Regions from separate parts of the Mus musculus genome. Here region 1 is linked to region 2. The links are chromatin contacts, called in public promoter capture Hi-C maps. All regions are on one chromosome and are shown on one strand. Each heading gives the region's core, a stretch centred on a gene start, on an enhancer-like site or on the middle of the called end of the contact. The rest is flanking DNA. Distances are from core to core; before and after follow the strand shown.

Region 1 (6,715 bases), core at 3,654-6,153, 180 kb after region 2:
ATGGAGGCCAAGGGTGATGACACCACTCAGGTGAGAGGCCAATGGTGATGGCAACATTCGGGTGAGAGGCCAATGGTGATAATGCCACTCAGGTGAGAGGCCAATGGCGATGACAACATTCAGGTGAGAGGCCAATGGTGATAACGCCACTCAGGTGAGAGGCTGGGCAGAGTGCCGGGAGCGGGGGGGGGGGGGGTGAGGGGGGGTGAGGGGGCAGAGTGTGAGAGTTGCAGTTTCTGTACTCAACAGGTGACAAAAAAGATCCCCCCTCTTCACAGCACTCTCCCACAGGAATGAGGTAGTTGAGCCCCCTTCTGCTTCCTCCCAGGTCCAGCTTCCAAGTCATCACAACATGATCCCCAGCTACCTGCCTACATGCCACCACAACCAAACCAGACCAGTCTTTACTTGAGAATAAAAAACAAGTGTGTTCTAACAGCTTTGGGAACAAGTAGGATTTCTTAAAAAAAAAAAAAAAAAACAAATCTCAACAGCAGCAACAGAGCATTAACCTTCAGGGGGTAAAAGCATTTGTTCATCATCTCTGAAGGGCTGAAATCAGAGACATGAGGAGTGACAGGCACCAGTGGTGCTGGGTGGTGGCAGCAGGTGCAGCCATTTCAGAACATGTCAGGAGGGTTGGCACTCGGCAGAGAGGAACCTTGGCACACACCCTACAGAAACCTGCACAGCCCACATCATGCTACCAAGAATGTTCAGAATGGCCAGCAACCCCACACCAGAATTCAGCAATGTCAGTCCACAGTGGATAAACAGATTATTATAGGGCTGCATGGCAGGCACGACCCTGCAAAGGAACTAACTGCAGACAGCTGTGAAGGCCGTGCAGACAGCTGTGGAGGGAAGAGCAGAGTGGTATGTCTGAATGCATGTTCATAGCACTGGAAATGAGTTTAAAAAATGAGGAAAGCTGAGTAACTGGAAAGGGACACAAGCAAGGGCTGTGTGTCCTGAGTAGGGTGTGATTTAAAGAAGCATGCGTGTTGGCTGACACTCACTGACCTACCCACTTAAGATGTGTGTGCTTAGCTGTGTATAAATTCCTCTTCAGAAGAATAAAACCCACTGTCAATAGATACAGAATTATAGTTAGTAGATTTTGCTTTTCACTGTGGAGTGGGCTAGCACTTCTGAAACTAATTTTTAAAATGCATTTGGATTCAGAAATGAGAATGAATAGATACATTAAAGATAATAAGAGCTAGGCTTCTTACTGTTAGGCAAGGGAGCTCCAAACGCTAAAAAGAGGACAGCTGGGTTGCACTCCGCTGCACAGGAGAGTGCATATGAACAAATGGGCGCACAAAAATGAGAGCACGTGCAGGTAGATGGGTGGGTGGATGGATGGATGGATGGATGGATGGATGGATGGATGGGTGGATGGATGGGTAGATGGGTGGATGGATGGGTGGATGGGTGGATGGTGGGTGGGTGGATGGATGGATGGGAAGGAGGGTGGGTAGGTGAGTAGACACATGAGTGTTTGAGTGTGTGGATGGGTTAATACATGGGTAGCTGGGTCAGTGGATGGATGAATAGATAGATGGATAGATGGATGAATGGATATATCACATGCATTTATGTGCACACAGGTAAACACTACTTTATGGACATATGGTTCCACAAGCACACATCTTTCCCTACACCTTCATCCATTTTCCTTACCAATAAGAAGTAAAATGTCCTTGTTTTGTGTCAATGAAGGTCTGGAAAGGACAGTGGCATAGCAGACTCACCTGGCTTCCAGATATGGCTTCTAAATATTTTCCTTGGAAGGAAAGCTGAATTTAGGGCTGGCTGAGGAATGATCAGCCTGGAGTGGTGTCATGCCTGGATACAAGAGGCTCAAGGAAGGATGGGGACAAGGAGGAGACATGGAAAAGCTCCATATGCTCCACAGGTCAAAATTGGAGCCATTCAGGCATCAAAGCAACCAGAAATGCCAATGAATTGATGCCTACAAACAATAGTTCAAAGTCACAATAAATCAGATTTAAGAACAGTAGATATAAAATCAAAAGCCACGAGTCTTTCTTTGAAGGAAAGAAAGGATAGGGAAAGCAGAAGGGGACTAGAAAAGAGGAGAAAGCTTTTCCTGTGCAGAAAAACATTAACCAGTTTCAAGTGTCTCTGGGTCCGATTCCCTGAGAGGACCCAGGGCAGTGCAGAAGGAGGAGGCCATTAAAGACCAAGCTGGACCAGTTAAGAAGCATCATCGATGAGGAACTTGGGAAAGGTTACCAGCTTATGCCCCAATGTGACAGAAGAAAAGGCCAACAGGGCTACCGGCAGACGTGAGCAAGGCAATGTGGGCCTGGGAGATAAGGTGCTAGGACATAGCACCTCTGACACTGGGACAGCGTGGACAACAGTGCTGTGTGACAGCAGTGCTGTGTGACAACAGTGCTGTGTCAACACTGCAGCTCTAGGTTTTGATAAATACACTGTGGCCATGGGAGAGAATGTCCTCATTCTTAGGAACGGTACACGGAAGAAATGGGCAAAGGAACACAATGGCTTCGCCCACAGCCACCCACAGCAGTTGTGACACACTAAATGCAAATATTTACGCATATGGATAGACATATACATAGTAGACATATGATAGATGGGATAGATAGATGGATGGAAGGATGGGTGGATGGAAGGATGGATGGATGGACAGATGACAAGATGGACAAGTGGGTACAAGAACACACAGAAAATTGGATAGGCAGATAGATAGACAGACGGTGAATGGATGGATAACTGGATGGACATACATATACATAATTGGATGGATGGATGGAAAATTGGCAGGTGGCTGGATGAATATATGAATAAACAAGTAGATAAATGGGCAGATAGAAAATTGGATATATGGATGGATGGATAGATAGATGGTTGGATGGTCGGACAAGTGAATGGATAGACAGATAATTGGATGGATAGATTATGAGTGGACAGACAGGGATGTGTGTGTGTGTGTGTGTGTGTGTGTGTGTGTGTGTGTATCAGATGAACAGACAGATAACTGGGTAGATGAATAAATAGATGGACAGAAGGATGGATGGACAGGATAGATGAGTGGATAGGTAGACAGACAGATGGATGGGTAGGTGGATGGTTGGATGGATAACAAGAAAATAGGTATATCGAGAGTAAATAAATATTATCAGTATACCTGGGAAAGTAAGTCATTCTCTGAACTATTTCTGCCACTGTCTTCTAAGTTAAAAACTATATCAAAATACAACAGAGGCTCTAAGTCCTGAGTTCCTGAGCCTGCACTTACTAAACTCATTAGATGATTTGGGCTGATGTCCTTGACAGCCTGTGGGTAGTGCTTCCCACCAGCGAGCCTAAAATCCTGGGACTTTCAGCCATCCCTCAGCCATGACTCTGGGGAAAGGGCAAGCGCTCTAGATGAAATTCTTCAATGAGATTTGTCAATTCTTGGCTGTAGGCTCAAAGGTCCCATGTTCTGCCTATCTCTTCTTGCTGGCACCTTCCCCTAAGTTGAGTCCTAAGGGATATACTGGTATGGAGCCTTCCTGGGTTCTGTAAGACTTCCTAATAGCAACTGAGCTTAGAGAGGGCCATGGGAACCCTGATAGAGAGGTAGGTGGAGAGGTTTGAGCCAGTGCATAGTCTGAAGCCCTAACTGTGGGGTCTGGATGGACTCTGGGGAGTGGTCAAAACTGAGTCAAATGGAAGATCACACAAATGGCAGGCAAACGGAGTTGATTGTAGGGTTGAAAAAATGCCTGCGCCCCAAAAACAAAGTGAATAGTGAGTGGGTGTTCCATAAACAGCAACTGGGTAAGGTGCTGGGGTGAGTCAGCCCGGGCCTGCCCAGGCAGGTCTAGATAAAAGCACTTTGTTTTAGTTCCACCTCTGTACAGCTTGACAAGCTGGCCCTGGTGGCCCTGCAGCTAAGAGAACCCAACCTCTCTACTTCACCAAGCCTGCTTCCTCCACTGGCCCAAAGGAAGCAGAGACCTTAGCAGTCAGTCATCTAAAGGGCTCAGCGAACCTCATTCCATATTCTCTCTGTAGCCCGTCCTCTTGGGAGGGCAACAGGAGGCACCATCTGCATTCTTTGTGAAGCTGTTGCAAAGGCAGCTGGGATACCTTCCCACATAACTGGGAAGTGGATTCCTTAGGCACCCAGAACCCCAACGTCTGAGCCACAGATACCCATGTGTGGGACTCACACCACTAAGGCATGCAGGATTTTCATAGAGTTCCCAGGGTCCCTGATCTGCCCACTCCCGTGGAAGCTGGGAGCTGCCTGTCAATCAGAACAGGTGAGTCTGGCTTCAGGGTCCTCCACAGAATCAACAGGATGAGGCCGTGGCCAGCTGTGCATTTGCCTGATGCCAATGCTCTTGCTTAACGCTTATTTCCAAAACTACAGAAGCCAACAGATGACCTAACCGTGAAACAGAAAACCCCTTTGTATCTGTGAGCCTCAGCAAACATCATGCGCATCTGCTAGGGACCAGCCCACACATGGCCTCCCATAGAAGTCTCCAGAATAAGGCTCTGCATGCCAGCAGCCTTCACCCAGGCATTGTGGGATCAGTAGTCCAGTCAGTCCCTGGACAGTGGGGCCTTAGGACCAGAGCCTGTGGCGGGCATGTGGCCATGAGGCCCAGTTAGAAATAAGCCACTCTAGGAATTTGGTTCTTCTGGGCCTGGTGTGACACAGAATAGAAGCTTCATTCCCAAAGAAGCTAGACTTTGAAAATAGGGATTATTCAGGGAGAGAGAGGGAGGTAGAATGGCCAAGAGGCAGAAGCCAGAGAGGACGGGCCAGCACCCAGGCAGGTGGGGCTCTGACTCAGGTTGGGGAGGAGCAGCGGGCAGGTACCTTGCTGAGCAGGCTAGACAGGAGAGCTAGTTTTATAGCGAGAGCCAAGCAGAGGGAGCAGCCAGTGGAACCATGGGCACTATGCTGTGCGCTCTGATTCTCTGGTCTGGCCTCCTGGGGGCTGCCAGGGCCAGCCCCATCTCAGTTCCCCGTGAGTGTGCCAAGGGTTCGGAGGTATGGTGTCAGGACCTGCAGGCAGCTGCAAAGTGTCGGGCCGTGAGGCACTGCCAGAGTGCTGTCTGGAACAAGCCCACAGTCAAGTCCCTGCCCTGCAGTGTGTGCCAGGATGTGGCCGCGGCTGCTGGCAATGGGGTGAACCCAGGTGCTACAGAGTCGGATATTTTGACATCAGTAATGAAGACCTGTGAGTGGCTTCCAAGCCAGGAGTCTTCAGCTAAGTGCAAGTGGATGGTGAACAACCACAGCGCAGCTGTCCTGAGCATGCTCAGTGGCGCTCAGGAGACTGACCTGGCTTCTGTGTGCACTGCGCTCACCCTCTGTGAACCATTACAGAGGCACCTAGCTGAGACTACCTCGGAGAGACCGCTGACCCAGGAGGATGCAAATGAGGTGATGGCCCCATTCTTATCCAACGGGGCGTTGAGCTTCCACCCATCACAGATGCCTGAAGGTGCTGTGTGTCATGATTGTGTCCAGCTGATCTCCTTGCTCCAGGATGCTCTAGAGTCTAATTTGACCTTGGCAGAGGTAACTGTCCAGAATCAGTGTCAGTCCATGGGGCCTGGCCTGGCTGCCCTCTGCGAGAACTACATCCACCGGCAGTTTGTCCCTGCTAAGCAAACATTGCAGGGTCTCCCCCCACAGGAGGTCTGCAGGAAGGGGGGCTTCTGTGAGAGAGAGTCTGCCCACTGGCTGACTCGAGTGGCCGCTGTGGATGGAGTCCCCTCTCTGGAGATGGAGATGCCGAGGACGAATGAGTTGCAGATGCAGTTGGGCCTGACGTGCGACGTGTGCTTGAACTTGGTCCAGGAGCTGGACAAGTGGCTTGTGACCAACAGCACAGAAGCTCTCATCAGCCACACACTGGAGCGAGTGTGCACCGTAGTGCCCGAGCCTCTAGTCCAACAGTGCATCACCCTGGTAGACACCTACAGCCCTGAATTGGTGCAGCTCATGTCCAAAGTCACCCCAGAGAAAGTATGTGAGACCATCAAGCTGTGTGGCAGCAAAAGGCGGGCCAGGTCCATCTCCAGGGCTGTGGCAACCACACCATCCCTGCCGGTGGATGAGGAAAACCAGGGCAGCTTCTGCCAAGGGTGCAAAAGGCTGCTGGGCATGTCTTCCCAGAATCTGGACCACAAGAGCACCAAGCGGGACATTCTGAATGCCTTCAAAGGTGGCTGCCGGATCCTGCCGTTGCCTTATGTGATGCAGTGCAACCGTTTTGTGGCCGAGTATGAACCTGTGCTCATAGAGAGCCTCAAGTTCATGATGAACCCCACGGACCTATGCAAGAAGATGGGGGCCTGCCACGGCCCTAAGACTCCACTTCTAGGCACAGATCAGTGCGTCATGGGCCCCAGCTTCTGGTGCAAGAGCCCAGAGGCCGCTGAAATGTGTAATGCCCTGGAACACTGCCAGCGCCTCGTGTGGAAAAAGCCCGTCTCCAAAATCAACGAGCAGCCATGACCGTGGCCACCAGAACCCAAAGTCTGCCCACCCGTAGGCTTCTGCCTCCCAAGGGGACCCTATGAAGTGGGTGTCACCCCCATGTCATAGATAAAAAACTGAGGCTCTGTGCAGGTAGGGCAGAGTGGAGCTGACCTTCAAAACCATGATTCCCTAAAGTTGGGCAGTGTCGTCTTTCTGTCTCTGTCC
Region 2 (7,204 bases), core at 2,683-5,182:
CTCCTGGGCTGGCAGATGTGGGAAGTGGCTGGAAGGGGTGGGGAGAGTTGCCCCTAGCCTGGAGGATGCAGGCTTTGAGGTCACACTGACCTGGTTGGGATGTAAGGTCAGCTACTGACATCTAGCTGTGCCACCCTGGGTGACTGAAGACTTTGCTGGGTCACCAATTCTCAATGTAGGAGCCATCATGGCTTGAGGACCAACAGATTGGGATACAGGTGCTATTTAAGGTGGATGCTGTAACTTGTCAGCTAACCTTGACAATGCCTGCTGTGGGCCACACCCTATCTGGACAGCCCGGCAGAATGCTCACAGCCACTGAATGTGGGTAGGCCGGAGTGTCCACCACCACCAAAGGGGAATGGCTATGGCCTGTGTGTGGTAGAGAATCAGGGCAATAGGGCTTGGGTTAGTCCTGGACACTGTTCCAGCTAAGAAGTCATGGCATAGAGAAAATGACAGAGGTATGCTGCAGCCAGGGTGACAGGCCTGGGCTTCTCCTTCTTTGTGTGACAGAAAGGAAAAGTCACCTTGGGGAAATCCTGTGTAAACTGTGAAGTGCTGTCCCAAGGGTCTGTGCACAGGATGCTTATGAGCTCCTGGTGGGAGGGTGAGGGAGGGTGGGCGTGGGCAGTGTCCTCCTGTGAGGGAGCTTCCAGTCTCTATGGCCACCCCACAGCAAGGAGCAGCACCTTCAGCCTGCAGCCCCTGGCTTCATCCTGTACAGCCCTGGGGAGCTATCTTTCCTATGACTCTCTAGTAGGGCTGGACTGGCCCATGTCCCCTGGGCTCTGATGGGCCCCTCTATGGTGGGGGCACATGCCCCAGTTCTTACCCTGCATGGTGCTCTGGGCATCCTCACTGTGACTCACGGGACTTGTCATCTCCTGTTCCTTCTCATTGTGCATCTGGGCGTACACTGTCCTGCCTGGACGTTTCCTGCTGGCCAGAGGACAGTTCAGCTCTGAATGAGCTCATGGCCCCAAGTATAGACAGTGCCACACAAGACTGTTCCCCAGGGAGCCTACCACCCAGCATGCTCCCCATACCCATGTTCTGCTGCCCATAGAGCATTGGCTCTTTTTTTTTTAAGGTTTATTTATTTTATGTATAAGAATACAATGTAGCTGTCTTAAGACACACCAGAAGAGGGCATCAGATCCCATTACATATGGTTGTGAGCCACCATGTGGTTGCTGGGAATTGAACTCAGGACTTCTAGAAGAGCAGTTGGTGCTCCTAACCGTTGAGCCATCTCTCCAGATTAGCAACCTACTATTCTTTATCCAGGAGTGCTATAACTGCCGAAGCACTGTAATCTTTGTCTTCCAGTATCTGGCAACTAGGACAGTAACACACATACACGCACGCACGCATACATACATGCACTCACGCATACACATACACACACACATGCACGCACGCACACACAGTGGCGACCCAGACCTGAGGGCCACTTGTTGAACTCTGTCCACCCAGATTTCCTGAGACTTTGCTTTCTAGTCCAGGCCCCAGGGGAAGAAGAGAGAGAGAGTGACAGAGCACACTCTGCCCGATTAGGACTGGACACATAGCCACAGGCAAGGACCCTTGTACTGAGAATAGCCCCATAAACTCCAGCCAACCAGAAAGGTCTAGGCCCATTCAGAGACGAGAACTACAACCAGAAAGGTCATGGGCCCATTTAGATACAAGAAGACTGAAGCCTCGGGCATGGTGGCAGCCAGACCTTGTGGAGGCATGTCTTCCTCAGTCCCTTGAGGAGGAGAGAGTAACTAGCTTCACCTAGAGTGTGTATGGGTTATGTTCCCTTCAGGAAGGGACACTCAAGTGATGGACTTATGCTGGGAAGGGCGTGGCCCTACCTGTCATTACAGACAGTGTCAGGGAGACTTGAGATCATTGAGTGGCTTAGCATCTCAGTGCTATGGAGAGTGTCAGTTAGCGCACAGTCAGCCCTCAGCTTCCATGGTCTAGGCAGAACTTAAAGCCCAGACGGAAGAAAGGACAGATGAAGAGAGAGGAGGAACCAAGTGCTTTCCCTCTACCAACTGCTCAGAATTCCACTGTCCTGCTCTGCCTTTACCCCTGGGGTTGGCCTGGAGCTTGTAGGAAGGGGTATTTGTCCCCTGACTGTTTCTATGGCAACAGGCCCTTCCCCTCCAACCTCAAAGCCTTAGCTGGTTCACAAAGATAGCCTTGGGCTTGGGGATGTTGGACCAGCCTCACACTGGACATATCTGCCCCCCTCCCCCTCTTGGCAAATGACAGGCAGTGTTTTGTCATTTGGGCCACATGAAGCACACTGGGGGAAGGTTGTAGCACTACTACTGGGGAATCTGAAGAGTGGGGCTGACACATCACCCACAGGGACCAGCTCCATCTACCCCAGGCAAGCATGCTGCTGCCCTCTAAGTGACCACCCACAGTTCTGCAGGCCCTGCACAGGATGGGACCAAGTCCACAGGCGCACCCGCACTCACCTTGACATCCGCCCACACGGAAATCTGGAAGCCTCCCTCTGCTTGGTCATGGGGATCACACCCAGACCCAGGGCTTTGTCCTCCACTTGCCCCTCTACCCAGGGCTCATATGCCACCATCCTGAAGCCATGCAAGGCAGGAATACTGCCCAGCTGGCTTCCCCTGACCCCCACCGCAGTCTCCTCCTTTGCATGCCCTCTTGTTGACAATGACACTATGGCTCAGAGGGGGAAAGCCTTTATCTGAGGCAAGCCTCTGGCAGGTCAGCATCTGGACAGATCTCAGGTCTACTCAGTGCCAGCCACCTGAAGGGCTGCCTGCCCCTTAGCTAGGTCCTGGCCCTGCAGGATGAAGGATGCTGGGTACGTGGGGGCAGAGGTGTCTGAGGTCTTGTCACATTGCTCTACAGCAGAGTGTTCCAAGAGTGTTGTCTGCTGGAGGGTGAAAAATAATAGGCACAGGGCCTTGAATCAGGTGGGTTTCACAGGGAGGTGTGGGATGTGGGCTGACTTCCTCTCAGCAGCACCACCATGCTTATCAGCAACAGCCTTGCACTTGTGTCTGTAGAATGGACCTGTACCTTCCCATGGCTATTACTCCAGGCTGCCTCCCTGGAGACCACACAGAGGACTGTCAGTTCTCAGCCCCACTCTGCACACAGACATGGCAGATGAGGGACATAGCTGGCCTCCATTATCCCTGGAGCTATCCCATGTTCACTGTGAGACAGGTCACAGAGGAAAGAGGACACTGAAGCCCTGTATAGGAGACACAGGGTCTCCCAGCACCCCTTAGAGTCAGTCTCTGGTACCCTCAGGTAACTGAAGCCCCTGTGGCAGCCATAGCCAAGATGTGGGAAGCCAGGAGGCCCTACTGGCCTTGGACTTGAACTGTGCCTCCTTGGACCTGGCATCCTTATCTGGAGGGCACAGTATCCCCTCCACGGAGGGTGATTGAAGAAGATGCCCTGGGCCTGTGCAGGGGACCAGGCTGAGCAGAAGGGAGCCTGAGAGTTTCCTGCTCACAGTACAGGGGAGAACACACACCACCTTCCTCCATGGCCTGTGGAAGCCACCACCTCTGGGGCCATATGTCAAGGCTGCCAGGGGCCTTACCTTTTGAACTTGTAGAGGATGAATGCTCCTACTGCAAAGAGCCCAATGACAAAGAGGACCACCACGGCCCAGTAGCCACCACTGCCACCTGGCCTCTGAGGACCTACAGGAGAGGAACAAGAGGAGCAGCCATGGGCTGGTTGTCCCCAGCCTGGGTCTGATGAGCCTACCTCATGTTGTCCAGCAGGCCTTGCCATGTGGCTGAGTGTATAGCAGGTTATGAAGGATAACAACACGACACGAGGCCTTGGGCCTCCCTTTCTGACAGAGCCCTACTATAACCCACTTTGGCTGGGTTTCCTTCAGAGGGGACAGCCCCTTCCTTCTGCACTGGTTTTGAATGAATCAGCAGGTTCCTGATGGTTGTGGAAGCTGCTTCCACACAGATCAAGCCAGATGGTGAGGCCCAGAGCTGGCTGTGCAGGGGTGGGTGCATCTAGCCAGAGATGTCCCAGCCAGAAGGGTCACTGGCAGCTAGATAAAAGCCCATTCAAATCCTACAGTCACTTTTAGCATCCGCAGGCCTGGGCCCATGCCCACCCTGCTCCAGGGAGGAGCTAAGCCGGGTCTGTCACCTGTGTCTGTGTCCCTCAGCTCCACCAGGATACGAAGCCCTCCTCGAAGGATGAAGCTGATTCTATGAGAGTTCAGCGCCTGCTGCACGGCTGCCAGTCTCTGAAAGCAAAGGAGGCAGGAAAGCTCTGAGGCCTGGACCACTGGAGTCCCTCGGGGCTGGGAAGGGATGCTGGCTGATGCTCAGTGTCCTTATCAGGGAATGGCATGAAAGCCCACCAGCCAGGTTCACTAGGAGCCACTGATGGTGCCGGAAGCCCTGCCATCAGCAAGCTCTCATTCCAGCGCAGAACAGAGAGAAGAGTCTCAGTGTGTCAGCTGGAAGACCTGGAGTGCTCCACAAGTCCCCCACCCTGGTCAGTGAAGCTTCTAGGAAGTGGGAGCTCACAAAGATGAGACAGGGCAGGGCATCCTACCTATGAGGGGAGTTGGGGGTGGGGGTGGCAAGCACAATGCCCTCCTCAAAAGATTCCCCATAACATGGCCAGTAGGTGAGGCTCATGACACACATCAGAGCCCGTCACCATCTGTATCTTACCACCTATCAGTCACTGTCCAGGGCCCATTATGAGGCCCTCTGACACTCATTTCCATGTGGCTATGTCTCTGGGATTCCGACTTTAGCTACATCCACTGGGGCAGAGCCAGAAGCTATGCCAGGCACAGAATTCCAGCATTTGGAGGAGAGAAGGCTTTGCCTCCATCTGGACACTTGTTATGGGCTCACACTGAACATATTCCTACACACTAACACCAGGCAGTCAGCCTAGTGCCTAGCAAGCTACCATTGTCCCACAGGCTACTCAGCACTCAGCATCTGGGGACCTCTCTGACGACAGTTCCCAAGGTGCTCCTGGTCAAGGAGCCTCATGGAGGACGTGCTAGAATTCCTGTGCTGAATTCTGTTTTGCTTGTAGCCTGCAGCCAGAGTCTCCCACAGGGCTCACCCACATGTCCCAGTGCTCCTGGTACTGAAGCTGAGGTCACATGACAGCTCCAGACAATGATGCAAGAGAACAGAGACCATCCACACAATCCCAGTCTAGCCTTCTCCCCCTGGAAGCTGCCTAATCTCACTAACCTTGGATGCTGTTGAGTTTGGAGCTACAGGCAGATGGTGGTACCCCGGGTCAGACAGCATGATAGTAAGAACTAAACCTTTAAGTGATGCCCCACAGAAATGTGGTTGTCAGGAGTGACGTCCCCCCACCCTCCGGGTCCTCAGCCACACAATCCTGCTATGCCATGGTCATACCTTGTCACTTGTGAGGCTCCTCTTCCTTGTGGGCCTTGGCAGAGGCAGAAGCACATACAAGTCGGCTATGGTGGGCAGCCCTGGCTTTACCACAGTCACAAGCAGCTCCTCTGGGATGCTGGTCTCCTGTGGTGACAGGCAGGACACTTGGCTCCTCTTCTGCTCTTTCTCCTTTGCCATAGGCTAAGTTTCTAGCAAGATCTGCTCTCCTTTCATGGCCTAGGTATATCCTGGTCACCTGCCCTGATCCATACCCCTGACCCTCAGCCCATCATGGGTTCAGGCTGTGGCTCTAATGGTATTTCACCTGCCCAGACCTTTTCAAGCATGTCCCCATCCTGAGCCTGGAGCAGGCTAGTGTGCCCTGTTCTTGAGGTGACATGAGGCCCTGCTGACTCCTGCTGTCTGCCCCTGTTCCTCAGCCTAACCATATACCTGTGCAGCCCCTAGCTGGCCAGTTTTAGCTCCTCGGCAGCCCCCTGTCTTCTGGGAGTCCCACTCCACATATCATGAGCTAAACTCATCCCCATCCTTCAACACTCAGTACAGTGTCACCAGCACTATTCATGGGACGAAGGAAGTAAGGTCAGGGTGGATTCCTGCCTGTGGCAGTCTTAGGTGGAGCTAGAGAGCTTTAAGAGCCCTGGTTCACTGGTGGAGGAGAACTTGCAGTGTTGTTGCTGGGAATATTAACCCTTTGAGAAGTCCAGCTGCGAGTGGCCGATGCAGGACACCAATCCATCACTTCCCAGAAGCCCCCAGCCTTGCCCTACCCTCACTCAGCCCACACCAACCACACCACGGCTCAGGCTAGCACTGAAGCCCAAGCCCCAGGGCACCTTGGAGAGCAGTCGGGTGACCACCAGTCCCACATCTTCCCTCCATTCAGGAGTGTTGGGGTTAAAGGTGTCCAGCTCCCTGGAGAACCGCAGAGGCACCACCTGGAACTGATCTGGAAGAGGACAGAGTGGAGCCTGTGAGGTCTAGGTTGGGGCTGGGACCCTACTCAAGGGAACACACACCAGATGGTCCAGAGAGCCCCACCTCTATCTCCGAGGTCCCGGTTCTGTGTTTGGAAGATAAGAGCCCTCCTCTTGAATATCTCAGTGCCTGACATGTACTGATGATGACAGTGACTATCAACCTGTGAGGGGGCGTGGCATTGCGTGCACATGCCCATGAGATCTGTGCCTCAACTCACAGGTAGATGGCATATCTTTTGATGCCATCTACTTCCTCAAGGGCCCATGGATTTCAGTTCACTGGTCACTGCAGATCAAGAGTCCCATGAGATTAGAGGCCCTGTCTCATGTACATTTCATTTCCTAAGGAGCACAGCTCTGTTCTAGAGTCTAAGGAGCCCTTGCCCTGTACTGCTGGCCCCACTGGCTTCCTTCTCCTTTCTCTCTTACAGGGTGGGAAACAGCTCTGCCAGGCAGAGGGCTCAGGGGACAGTGTTTTGTGAACTGTGACCCAGCATCCTATGGTGTGGGAAATTCCAGGTCCACGTAGAGGAAGAATCAGCCCAGAGCAGCCTCATCCCTCAGCCTGCAGGGCCTTAATGTGAATAATGGCTGCAGTCCACGGCAGAGGACATTCCTAAGACAAATGAGTTTCAAGTGTGCTGAAGGAGTAATGTGCACTGGAGGACCCCTCCTCCTCTAGACAAATTATTTTTCTGAGGGGCTCACAGCTCCAGGGACCCCAAATAAGCAATCTCCATCCCCAGGTCCTTTTCTAGACCATCCTCTGAGTGGTGGGTGCAAGTGGAGAGGCCC

Evidence for each region. Promoter capture Hi-C pulls out the DNA fragments that hold promoters and counts their contacts.
Region 1: a contact with region 2 is called in a promoter capture Hi-C map of hippocampal neurons, with 3 times the contacts expected there. The contact joins the promoter of Psapl1 here to the enhancer-like site in region 2. A contact is called at or near these places in 14 of 39 promoter capture datasets (the 3T3-L1 cell line, the C10 cell line, the HPC-7 cell line and 8 more), 2 of 15 datasets of contacts at CTCF or cohesin (CD8 T cells and large pre-B cells), 20 of 484 Hi-C or Micro-C datasets (the Ba/F3 cell line, CD4 T cells, cerebellar granule neurons and 11 more) and 2 of 9 other capture datasets (adipose tissue and embryonic stem cells).

Annotation. Positions count from the first base shown.
Region 1 is chr5:36,199,118-36,205,832 of GRCm38.p6, forward strand. It overlaps Psapl1 (prosaposin-like 1), which reads left to right and starts at 4,904. Exons shown (of 1, transcript NM_175249.3): 1 at 4,904-6,715. The coding sequence starts at 4,949. The coding sequence ends at 6,526. The region is part of intron 2 of Sorcs2 (sortilin-related VPS10 domain containing receptor 2); the gene reads right to left.
Region 2 is chr5:36,020,394-36,027,597 of GRCm38.p6, forward strand. Sorcs2 (sortilin-related VPS10 domain containing receptor 2) reads right to left here. Exons shown (of 27, transcript NM_030889.2): 22 at 6,266-6,378; 23 at 5,427-5,552; 24 at 4,174-4,273; 25 at 3,599-3,701; 26 at 836-939. Among named protein-coding and RNA genes, the nearest start is that of Gm52811, 61 kb to the right of the region's middle. Within about 2 kb of position 3,933, at least 9 of the 459 cell types and tissues checked have an H3K27ac peak or open chromatin away from gene starts, as enhancers often do. A contact at or near this core is called in hippocampal neurons, where this site is marked.